Regions from separate parts of the Mus musculus genome. Here region 1 is linked to region 2. A link is a contact called in public HiChIP or PLAC-seq data. All regions are on one chromosome and are shown on one strand. The core of a region is the stretch at or near the end of the contact, and the rest is flanking DNA. Distances in the headings are between cores, read along the strand shown.

Region 1 (5,214 bases), core at 1,935-4,434, 440 kb after region 2:
CTGGGTGCCCTCCAGTGTAGTTCAGCTATAAACAGTTCCTAGGCATAGTTGGAGCCACACAAAGGACAGAAGAAATACCACCTCCCCTTTTCTAAGCATGGAGCTTCCTAATGAGCCCCAAGACCATTAGTGAGTATTAGCCTGAAACCTCACTGGGCCCCAATACTCTCAATTCAAGTGCATCGCCCCCACTGTATTCCAGAGGAGACAGTTCCAAGCTTAAGATGAGACCCTCATCTCGCTGTCTCCGGCTTAGTCCACGCTCGCTGCTGGCTGTCCCCAGCACCATAGCTTCTGCAGAAACAGGGCTGGGACTCTGACTTCCACGAAATGTACCTAGTGCCACAGAACTATAGACTCTAGGTAAAATGGCCCATGTGCATTTTACCACACATTTAAGCCAAGTGATGGGTAGGGTCTCTGGAGTCACATCCTCAGGTGAACCCCAGTCCAGGACACTAGACATCCTCTCAAAAGGCAGCAGAGGAGGAATTCCCCAGTAGTTGTAGAAGACCCTGTGAATATTACCTCTGAGAGGACACAGAGACCAAATGAAACTATTGATACCTTCACCGCCATCACTGTCCTGAATCCAGAACTCCTCAGGCCACCTTAAAATTCCATCTGGCTCCAAGTCTGCAGGCCTACCTACCTGTGTGTTTGGAAGCTCCACCTCCTGTCTACCCAGCTTTTGAAATGTCTTCCTCACCAGCCATTCAGTCCTAAATGCCCAACAATTTGGCTCTTGTCACTCCCATTCACCTACTTACACACAGAAAACTGTCCCTGCCAGTCACCATGGCTTCCTAAGTGTGAAGGCCAATGAGCACTCTGCTTTCCTTCTCTCTCGAGCAGCCTTTGACACCACTGAGGCAAGCCTCTCTAGGTCAGACCCACAACTCCACTCCCTGGGCTCTACTCCTACCTCTGTGAATGTTCCTTCCCCATCTCAGTCCTAGAGTCTTCTAGGCAGCCAGCCTGGTCCTGATGCTGCTAATGTTACTTCTGCATAGCTAACCTGCTTACTATCTTCTCCTCTCTGAGCATGAGCCAAAGCAAAGGTCGTAGCCCACCACTGTCAAGCCACAGACCTTCTATGAACAGGGGTCTATTTTCCTTCTGATTCTTTCAACCTGTCCCAGACTTCTGCCCTTCACCCCAGAAGGCTCAGATGCACACAACCATTTACTCAGCCCAACAAGCTATAAACCAGAAGCTCAAGTGTGCCTCCCCCTAGTTCTCAAAGTTCAGAGTCTCTCAGGAAGTCACCAAGTGATGTCACCAAGAGCACCCCTTCCTCCACATCCCTGTTGCTGGCCTCCCTCAGCTCAGTTAGGACTTCCTAATGGAGCACCTGGCTTGTGGCCTCCTCAAACCCACCATTGACTTTTGGGAGTTTAGTGGGGTCCCTTAGGAGGGCAGATAGGACCTGACTTCCTCCTCCTGCCCCCCAAATCTGCACAGGCCCCTTCTGCCAAAGGATAAATTCCAAGTGCTTTTTTTTTTTTTTTTTTTTTTTTGGTTTGGTTTGGTTTGTTTTCCAAAACAGGGTTTCTCTGTGTAACAGCCCTGACTCTGGCAGACCAGGCTGGTCTCGAGCTCACAGAGATCCACTTGTCTGCCTCCCAAGTGCTGCGATTAAAGGTGTACTCCACCACCACCAGGTCTAAATTCCAAGCTTCTGTCCACAGCCTCCTGTTTCCTGATCTGGTTTTTCTCTGTTCCACTTCATACAGTCTTCCCAGTGGCACCAACAGGGCCACTTAGACTGAAACTTGCCCTCCCCCACATTTGCTCCTGAGTGGTTCCTTCCCCCTATCTTCCTTCCCTCTAGGAAGCAGATTCCTCCCTTCCCCAGGGCAAGGTCACCGGTCACCGGGACTCCCACTGAATCTTCTGTTAAGATTCAGCTCAAGGGTTGAATTCCTGGGAAGAACTTGGGGGAGTGGGGGTGGCCTGTGCTTCCTCCTAGTTACCCCATACCTGCCAAGTTAGCAACGCTCCTAGAACTACATGCACCACCCTTCAGTTTACTCAAGAATGTCCTCATGGGGAAATTTCCTCGATATTTCCTCCTCAACAGGGCCTGAAAGAAAAGGAAGGAAGGAAGGAAGGAAGGAAGGAAGGAAGGAAGGAGGGAGGGAGGGAGGGAGGGAGGGAGGGAGAGAGAGAGAGAGAGAGAGAGAGAGAGAGAGAGAGAGAGAGAGAACAAAAATATGTTGAAAACTTAGGTGAAGAACTAGGGGAACAGAACCTTCAGAAACAGCCCAGCACCCACTCTGCCCTCCCTCTCGGCCAGAGCGTGGCACACAATAGGTGTTCAGTAAAGGTTGGCTGGATTCTATTTACTGAACTGACACAAGATTTGGGACAGTTTGAGGTATGATGGCAGAGGAGGGTAACAGCCAGAAGGGGAACCCCGGGACGCACCACCGTGAGGGGAGGAGGGTCAAGGGATTGTGTAAAAAGGAGGTGAAGGAACTTGGAGTCAAGTCTGGGCCTCTGTGCGCCCAGGGCAGCGGGCAGTGGCCGGGCTAGTTCTCCTCCAGGTCCGCTGGCGCCCAGTCCAACCCGCTCCCTAGGGTGGTGAGACCCCCCGGCTCGCGCGCTCGGTTCTGGGCGCTGGGAGGCGTGTGTGTCGCTTTAAAAGCTCCCTCCCGGCGCGCGGGGCCGGCCCCTTCACTGCCAGCGCCGAGGCGAGCGGAGCCGCGCGAGCCCGGCGGCCTTTGAGGGAGCCTGCGCCCGGCCGGGCGGCCAGTCCGGCGGGGCGCGGCGGCGCTCGGGGTAAGCGGGCCAGGCCCGCGGAGCCGGGTGGGCAGGGCAGGGCAGGGCAGGGCGAGGGCGAAGCAGCCGGGGAGAAAGGCCCGAGCAGCCCCGGTGCCTCGTTTGCCCCATCGGCAGCTACCCGGCGCCCCGGGCCGCGAGGCGCGGAGCCGTGAGCGAGCGCGCTGGAGGCGGTGGAGCCGAGCGGAGGCTGCGCGCCCGGTGTGCCTGGCCGGGCCCGGCGCGCCTCCTCCATCGCCTCCCTGGCGTCTCGCTCGCCCCCTTCTGCTTTCCTTTGCTTCCTCGGCTGAGCCCCGCCGTGCTGAGGCCCCCCCGACCTCGTGCACTCATCTCCGCTGTGCTCGACACCGGGTCCCCCTGGCCACGGCTGCTTCCCCTCCCCCGAGACGCGAAGGAATCCGGACTTTCCCCACCGTTGATGGAGCCGACTGCCGGGCTGGACTGAGCGGTTTCTGCGGCCGCTCCAGACGTCGCCCGGGCCGGAGCACGGACATTCTGGGTCCCGGCTGAGTACACCCCGGACACCTAGCAGTGCCAGCTCGGGAAGGGCAGAGCAAGGCAAAGGCAGGACAGACCCCGGAGGGGCTCAGACCTGCCCATCTAGAATGGACAGAGAGAATCGCGAACCCTGTGGAGCCCGGGGAATGCCGGGCGTGGGCTGAGGGGATCCCGGCGCCCTCCCCAGCCCTCCGACTTTGGCTTAGTCGCCTGGACCGGACCGGTGTCACCTCGGCTCGGGTCACCTGTGGCCTCGGGGCCTCCGAGCTCGCCGGACCCTCGCGACCGGGAGCCTGGCGAGCGTGGTGAGGAGATTTTTGGGGATTTTTTTTTTTTGCCCCCTTCCCCGGAGCGCGGAGGCCCCGCCCCCTCCCACCGCCCAGATGTCTCCGGTCACCGCTCGGAAGACCTTCCTGAGGCCAGGAGCCGAAGGGTCCAGAGAGAGAAGCCCGCCCTAGGGAGCCTTGGGGGCCCCCCAACCTCGTCTTGTGGCTCGGCCCCGACACTGCTTAGAGGAAAGGCCACTGCCCCCACCCTTGGTGAGTAGGGGAGTCCAGCTTCGGAGGGTTCGGAGGGAAGGCGGGGTTGGGGGAGAAAGGGTCCTCTGGGAAGGAGGGCACCCTGTGGGCATTGAAAGAAGGTTGGAGAGCTGGAGAGGCCCTGTGCTAAACCAGTCTGGCCAAGCTTGGTTGGTGGCTGGGGGCGGGGGGTGCACCACGGCTAGAGTGCTCCAGAGGAGGCTAAGGGCTCATTCCTCTAAAACAGGGGCTCCTCCACTCTTCTGTTGAAGAAGGGTGTTGAAAACTATCTGCCTCCACCACCCCTCCCCACTAAATAAATAAATAAATAAATAAATAAATAAATCTCCAGCTAGGAAGGAGGGTGCAGGCAGAGAGAAGAGGGAGGCAGCAGCAGCAGGCTGGTGCAGCAGCCTGGGAGGGCTGACGCCAGGCTCGCTCTTTCTGCAGGGGGCTGCCCTCCTCCAATCCAGTTCCCTCTCCAGTGCTGTTCACATCTGGAGCCCCCTCCACATCTGGAAGATCCTGATCACCGTCCCTGTGCTGGTTCAGCTGCATCTAGAGACCTCTGCCTTTGTAACTGCCTAGGAGTTGCGAGGGGATTGCTGCCTTCCCCCATCCCAAGGGCATCTCTTACCCTTAGTCCTTGCAGAATCATCCCCCTGCCTCCGCATCCAGATTCGGGCAAAGATCAGCTCTGTACACCATAGGCACTTCAAGTCCTGGAAGCTGTTCTTGGGCCCTAAGGCCCCTCCCCTTGCCCTCCTGTGTCCTCACCTTGACCCCCCTCCCACCCTGTCAGACTCTGTCTCCCTCTGGGTGCTCCATCCCCCACCCAGAGGCGAGTAGGTGGAGTGGCAGGCTGCAGGGGCTGGGTGAGGGCCGCCCAAGGCCAGGGTAGGCTGGGGGGCCGTTAAAATGTGGAGCTCTGCCCGGCCGAGGGGGGCTCCGTGGAGGCAGACGAAGCGTGTGCCCCGCTGGGGCGAGTATGGGCAGGCTTGCGGCCACGTGGTGAAGGATGAACATTCGGGGTGCCCCGGACCTCGGGCAGCCCAGTGACGACCCCAACAGTGGTGGAGAGAGAGAGCGGATTCGACAGCGCATGAAGATGGTCATCGGGCAACTTGAAGGCATCCTGAGAGAACTCAAAGAAGTGGCTAAGGAGCTGAGGGAGGTGAGTTAAGAGGCCAGCAGGGGCCACACAGACCCCCCTCACCCTGACTGGCTGGGCTCAGCAGTAAAGCATTTGCCTGTGTCTTGAGTGTGCAATGCTATGTGCACATGGCCTGTTTCCACTGAGCACCCATCCCCTTTCCATTCTCCTTACTTCAAATCTGGTTTGCTTAAAAATCCCTATCCCCAGAGCTGGTGATGGGGCCTTGGTGTGGCAGAGACCGAGCAGCTGTCAGTGGGC
Region 2 (6,042 bases), core at 3,360-5,859:
TCAGTACTCTGACAACTCCCAGGTCAGAAAGCTGTGCTGTAGGCATGATAAAGTGATGCATACCTGTAATCCTAGCACCTGAGAGGTAGGAAAGGCCGCCTGAACTACACAGAGCTCCAGGCCAGCCTGAAATACCAAATGGGATCATGTCTTTAAAAAAAAATTATATATATATATATGCTGAAGGCAGAGACAGTCTATTCAGAAAGAACAGTTCAACAATACTACCTCATTGCTTGGCTGGTTCTCTGGGAGGCAAGCTGGAGGCAGTAGGCCATGGCCTGGCCTGTCCCCCACCCACCCAGAGGAGCTGTCCCACCCTAGGCTCCTGGGCTGCCCTTGCTCAACAGAGTTGGACATGGCTTCTTTGACCCTTTCCAGTCCTGTGAGCCCAAAGTGGCCCTGTTGTTGGAGTAGGGACCCATCTAATCCAGGCTTTGGGGAGCAGAGCTGGAACCAGGAAGGAATACCAGAACACCTGTGCTCTGAGGTCACTGGGTGTGAGAAGGGGGTTCCTTGGCAGGGCTAGGACTCAGCCCGCTGGGGTCAGGATGGGGTGAAGGGTTACAAGGACCTCAGGCCAAGTTTAGCTCACCAGGTTGGGGAGCTGGGGTGGAGAGGGAGGAGGGGGAGGGGGAGAGGGAGGGGGAAAGGAAACAATGCCCCTGTCTTTGGTGATCCTAGATTGACCTTCCCTGAGAGTCGCGGCTGCAGGAAGAAGGCTGCTTGTGTCTATTCTGCAGCCCACCTGAGAGGGATGCATGGCCCAGAAGCTCTTGATAAGGACACATGAAAAGCACAGATGGTGCCAACAAGTGCAAATTAATTGAGCAAAGCCTGCGTACACAGGCGCTGTGAACAGGCGGCTGACAGGAGGGGAGGGGCTGGAGGGGGACAGGGCAGGGAGCAGGGAGAAGCCTTAACGAGCACTTATCGATGTCTCCCTGGATCCACAGCCCAGAGCGCGGTTATTGACAAAGCCTGTCTATAAATCTCCCAGCCATGTCTCCAGAAGCCTTAATTACGGGGCCTCATTACCCTTCACACCTCTAGGCTCTTGGGGACCAGCTTGGACAGGAATGGCTGATTCACAGCAGCCTTGCTGGGCCTTCCCGTGGAAGGGGCCCAGGTTGGGATGCCTGGGTCAGGCTGGGGCTATGTGTCCGGAGGAGCAGGCGGGGTTCAGGCTCCTAGGCTAAAGAAAGGACGTGAAAGGGATTTTGCAGTCAGAGAGCTCTAGATTCATGATCCAATTTGTCCAGTTACTGTTGACTCCAGGAAACACCTCACCTCTCTGTGCCTCAGTTTAACTCCTATAGAGTGAGGAAAGGGTTGTAAGAAGATTAAGTCTATCTGTGTCCAGCATGTACCATCTGAATGTAATGCTGTCTGGCCACAGTCGGACCTTGGGGGCTCTTCTTTTGCACATCACATCAAAATATGAGGAAATCGCCCCAACCACAAAATGATGGCCCAACCTCTCCCACTCCTGGCTGACATAAGGACCACTGCAGCCTTGCCAGAGACAGGTTTGGCTTCACTCATTCGCTCCTGCCTTCTAGGTGTGAATTAACAAAAGAGTAATTACATTCACTGAACTGTCTGTCCCTTTCATCTGCATCACCAGCTGCAATTACAGGCCTGGTCTTTCCCACCACAGTCGGAACCCGGAAGCTCTCTCCACCAGCCAGTCAGCTGACCTGGAGGATAGCAGCTGTGCTCCTGTGGCGAGCAAGTCACCCACTTGCTCCTTTGCACATTCTCTTTAGGAGAGCATACAGTCCAGGCTTTAATTGGAGGCAATTTTACCCCCTCCCCTGAATTATTCTTGTGAAGCTGTGTGATTGTGGCTTCCTATTCATTGTCCCCAGGAGGCATCTGACCAGAAGAGAAAGCCTGGGTTGGGGCTGTGGAGGGCAGGAAATCTGGAGGTCTCTGCCTGGTCTCTGTCTAAGGAAAGGAGCTCTGGGTGCATATCTGAGCCTTTTGGAGACTCAAAGATCCCCTTGAACATGTGCATGTATGTATGTGCCTGTGTGTGTGTGAGTGTATGTGTATGTGTGTGTGTGTGTGTGTGTGTGTGTGTGTGTACTGGTGGATGCATTGAGGTGACAGGGGCTCAGGTGTCATGGGCAGCTGGTGGTACAGTATGTGAGACCTGGTCCCCCTGAGCTTCCGTCAGCCAGTCTTGGGTCAGCTGACAGGAGGACCCAGGAGGTGCAGACTCAGAACAGGCATGTCTATGTCTGCCCTGTAGCCAGAGGACTTAGCTCTCTAGGATAGCTACGGAGGTGGCTCAACATCAAACCATACACTTACTCAAAGCATCATGGGATTTTTGGGATATGTATTTGTATATATCACATATATGTGATATATATGTATAAAACTTGTTTCTACTTCTTGAGTCTGAGTTTTGTAGAGAGTCAGACACGCTTGCTCCAGGGGCTTTCTCAGAGAGAGGCTGGCACACCTGAGAGATTCTTGGGTAACTAGGTGTTCTGTCTGAGTATGGAGCATGTCCCACACACCTCGCAGACTCCACCTGCACTGTCTCTTGAGGGCTCTGAGCCAGTACCCTTCTGATTTCACAATGCTCAGCTTTCCAGCCTTTAGCCCAGGCCCCGTTGTCTCAGCCCTGTGCTGTGGAAAGCCTCCAGTTCACCTGGGCTATCCACAGCCTCACATAGTGCTTTGGTTTTTGGTGTCCTGGTCGAGCTTCCAGAAACCTGTATCTACCTTGGCCTGGTGAGGCTTCATCCCAGGGCTCAAGGGTCCCTTGAGAGCTCCTTCGTGCCTGGCCTGTCACGTAGCCTCTTCTCGTCACTATCCCCTTCACACTTCACCCTCCCTATCCCTGAGAGTCTTCCTGCAGGAATCCCTAGCCAGTGTTAGTCCTGTGTTGGTTACTTTGTCAATTTGACAGGATCTGGGATTACCTAGGAGACAAACCTCTGTCACATCCGTGAGGCAGTTTCTAGATTAGGTTGATTGTGTTGGGAAGAATCCCCCTAACTATAGGTGGCCCCATTCCACAAGCTGGGGTCCTAGGTAAATAAAACAGAGAAAGGAAGTTGGGTGACATCACTCATCTCTGCTTCCTCACTAGGGATGCGACGTGACGGGTGCTTCCTGTGGCCGTCCACTGAACCCTCGCCGTCCGTACAACCCAGGTTAAACCCTTTCTTCCTGAAGATGCTTTTGTCTGGATTTCACACAGCAACGAGAAATGCAACTGATGCATCAGGTCCTGTGGTCTTTCCAGGCAGGGAACACCCAATGGCATCTGGCAGTGACCGAGAGGGGCTGAATGGGTGTCTTAGTTAGGTCTCTACTGCTGTGATAAAAGCATTGTGGCCAAAAGCAGCTTGGGGAGAAAAGGGTTTATTTCAGCTTACATCGTCCAGGGAAATCAGGGCAGGAATTCAAGGCAGAAACTTGGAGGCAGAGCTGATACAGAGGCCGCGGAAGAGTGTTTCATGAAGGAGGCTTGCTCAGCCTACTTTCGTATACAGCTCAGATCACCTGCCCAGTGGTCACTGCCCCCTGTGGAAGGGTCTTTCCATATCAATCATTAATCAAGATGACACCCCACAGACTTGCCTATTGGCCAATCTGGAGGCATGCTCTCAATTAAGACTGCTTCCCAGTTATGTCTTAGATTTGTATCAAACTGACCAAGAGCCAGACAGTTCAGAGGGTAGCTCGCTTTGCCTGGGGGGTATTCTCCTTGAGTGTCAGGGGATGGCCCTTGCCCATCTCAAACCCAGGACAATCTTATCAAGCTTGCTTAGTGTCCTGTCTCTGCCACATCCTCTTCCTTTTCAGCTGCAGGTTCCCCCTAAGTTGAGTGGTCAAAGAGTGGGGTGTAAGATTTTTCAGAGCAGCCCTGACCACTGTCATATAGGGTCTTGGAAAGTGAGAGAGATGAAGCCTGGTCCCCAAGATTCCTTCCTCAACTGTCCTCTTCACCCAGGCTTTTTATAGCTCAGAGAGCCCTTTCTAGACAACCAAGCCTTACACAGCCAACCTATGGGGTATTCCCCCTGTTTAGCAGTAAAAGATGGAGATTTCTCTGAGCTCTGACTGGGGTGGAACGGTTAGCAGGAACCCTGGGTCAGCAAGCTGCCAGCAAGGGTGTTTGATATGTTTGGTGGGGTGCCAAGAGCTGTGTTAGGGTGAGAAGATTATTCTGGGTTCTTGTGAGGGCTTAGGCCCAGACTTCAGAGCTTTAGGGACTCACTGGGGGCAGTGGAGAACCAAGGAAGATAGCAAGCAGATATGGATATCTGTGCTTTGAATGAGCTGTGTCTCAAGAAGGAGGTGGGCCAAGGAGAGGAGGGCTCATCCAGACTCAGTCCCCAGAGCTCCGTGAGGGTCTCTCATCCCATAAAGAAGAGGGAAGACAAAAGGAAGAGGCTTTCACCTTTAGCTTCACAGCCCACCACCAGCAAAGTAGGGATCAAGAGGGGGTGTCCACAGAGCCTGATATGGAAGCTGAGATGCCTCCAGTAGCCCTAAAACAGCCACTTGCAGTCCCTGAGCTACTGCTATTCAGTGCAGTCCCTGAAGCCCACATATTTGCATATCTGAGAACAAAAATAATTCTGCTGCCGGCTTAGCACCACCAAGGCTGCAGCCCCCTTTTGTCTGTTTGAATAAGAGCTGGCTAAGGGCGGAAGGATAATTAGTCCCCTGTGTGCAGTGTCCCCCCATACCCCCCTTGAAGATTTAAAGACGCAGTCTAAATACTCTTTGCTATACTCCCACAGCTGGCTGGCTACGGGGTGTCTGCATCGGCAGGAGCCGATAAATGGGCATTTTATCTGATTAAACTGGGAGTGAACTGGCTGTTGTCTATTATCTGTAGGCTCGATTGGATATTTAACACTGTGTGTGTGTGTGTGTGTGTGTGTGTGTGTGTGTGTGTGTGTGTGTGTGTGTGTATGATTTTCTGGTCTGTATCAAGAGAAAATTGGATTGTACTGAGCAGCATTTAATCTGGCACACAGGAGTACATTCTAATAGAGTCACAGAGCAGGAAGGAGGGACAGGAGACTGTGTCCTTGAGCAGCAGGGGCTTCTGCATGGGGCCTTCTGTGCTCTAACGCAGCCCTCCTTTGCTGTCCTGTTCTGGCCCTCCTCTGGGCACCGCCCTTCCCTTCTGGTGAGGAGTTAGTGGGACCACCAGAGATGCCTGCTGGAAAAATGTGCCCCTTTAGCCCTGAGAATCCCTTTCTGCTTCTGGCTCCATGCTCCTGAAGTTGGCAGTGTACCCTTGCACACACAAAAGAGGCTGTGGGCTGAAACCGAATAGGGTGAAAAGAAAAGAGGGCAGGCAAGGGAGAAGTGAGCTGGGAACAGTGTCCTCTCCCCAACCCACTAACAGCTCGGGTCGGTGATGGGGAGCCCAAGAATCGGTTGAGGGATGATATTCAGTGTATTGGTTAAGGCAGGGGATAGAGCATCTCCCATAGTTGGTTGCTTCAATCCATTTGTAGCTGAATATTGAGGTGTGTGTGGGGTTTCTCTCCTACTTTTGTGTGCTCTGGCCTGTCTCTGTGCTTACTAGGAAACTGAGGCAGCTCTCTACTCCAGAGGGGCTGGGGAAGATGCATGTGCATCAAGATGCAGACTTCTGGGTTCTGAGTCACAGGCCTGGCTGACTCAGGCTGCTATGGGATCAGGCTCTGGCTTAGAGCCTTAGACCTGAGCTGGCCACTCCTGTTGTTGGCCCCAGTTGGTGACAAGATGGGGTTAAGTACCGTAATTGTACAATATCAGGTTGGAAGAAAAACTGACTAAAAGTTTGGGGGCTGAAATTGTCTGTATTAACACATAGGCTTGGCACTGTGTGCCTAGTATCATGAGTCGGATGAGAGGGCTGGCAGCTTGCACAAGGGACTAGCTCCAGTGCCCAGGTCAGCAAATCTCCCCAGCTCTCCCTGCGTCCACTGCCTGTGCCTCTTTGAGAATTGATGACTCAGCCCCAAGAACTAATGACCTCATCTTCTCTACCTTATTTCCCGTGGACACCACACC

The links. HiChIP or PLAC-seq counts read pairs in DNA pulled down with a chosen protein or histone mark.
Region 1: a contact with region 2 is called in an H3K4me3 HiChIP or PLAC-seq map of embryonic forebrain, with 2.5 times the contacts expected there. The contact joins the promoter of Insyn1 here to the enhancer-like site in region 2. A contact is called at or near these places in 6 of 39 promoter capture datasets (the 3T3-L1 cell line, cranial neural crest, embryonic stem cells and 2 more), 1 of 15 datasets of contacts at CTCF or cohesin (the NIH/3T3 cell line), 5 of 484 Hi-C or Micro-C datasets (cerebral cortex, embryonic fibroblasts, embryonic stem cells and 1 more), 2 of 115 datasets of contacts at active chromatin or transcription factors (embryonic forebrain and forebrain) and 1 of 9 other capture datasets (embryonic stem cells).

What each region holds. Positions count from the first base shown.
Region 1 is chr9:58,485,419-58,490,632 of GRCm38.p6, forward strand. Insyn1 (inhibitory synaptic factor 1) reads left to right here and starts at 3,185. Exons shown (of 3, transcript NM_176921.4): 1 at 3,185-3,821; 2 at 4,251-4,974. The coding sequence starts at 4,819.
Region 2 is chr9:58,044,147-58,050,188 of GRCm38.p6, forward strand. All of the region lies in intron 11 of Ccdc33 (coiled-coil domain containing 33), which reads right to left. It overlaps Gm16130 (predicted gene 16130), which reads left to right. Exons shown (of 5, transcript NR_168941.1): 5 at 3,110-4,851. Among named protein-coding and RNA genes, the nearest start is that of Gm16130, 15 kb to the left of the region's middle. Within about 2 kb of position 4,610, at least 31 of the 459 cell types and tissues checked have an H3K27ac peak or open chromatin away from gene starts, as enhancers often do. A contact at or near this core is called in cerebral cortex, embryonic forebrain and forebrain, where this site is marked.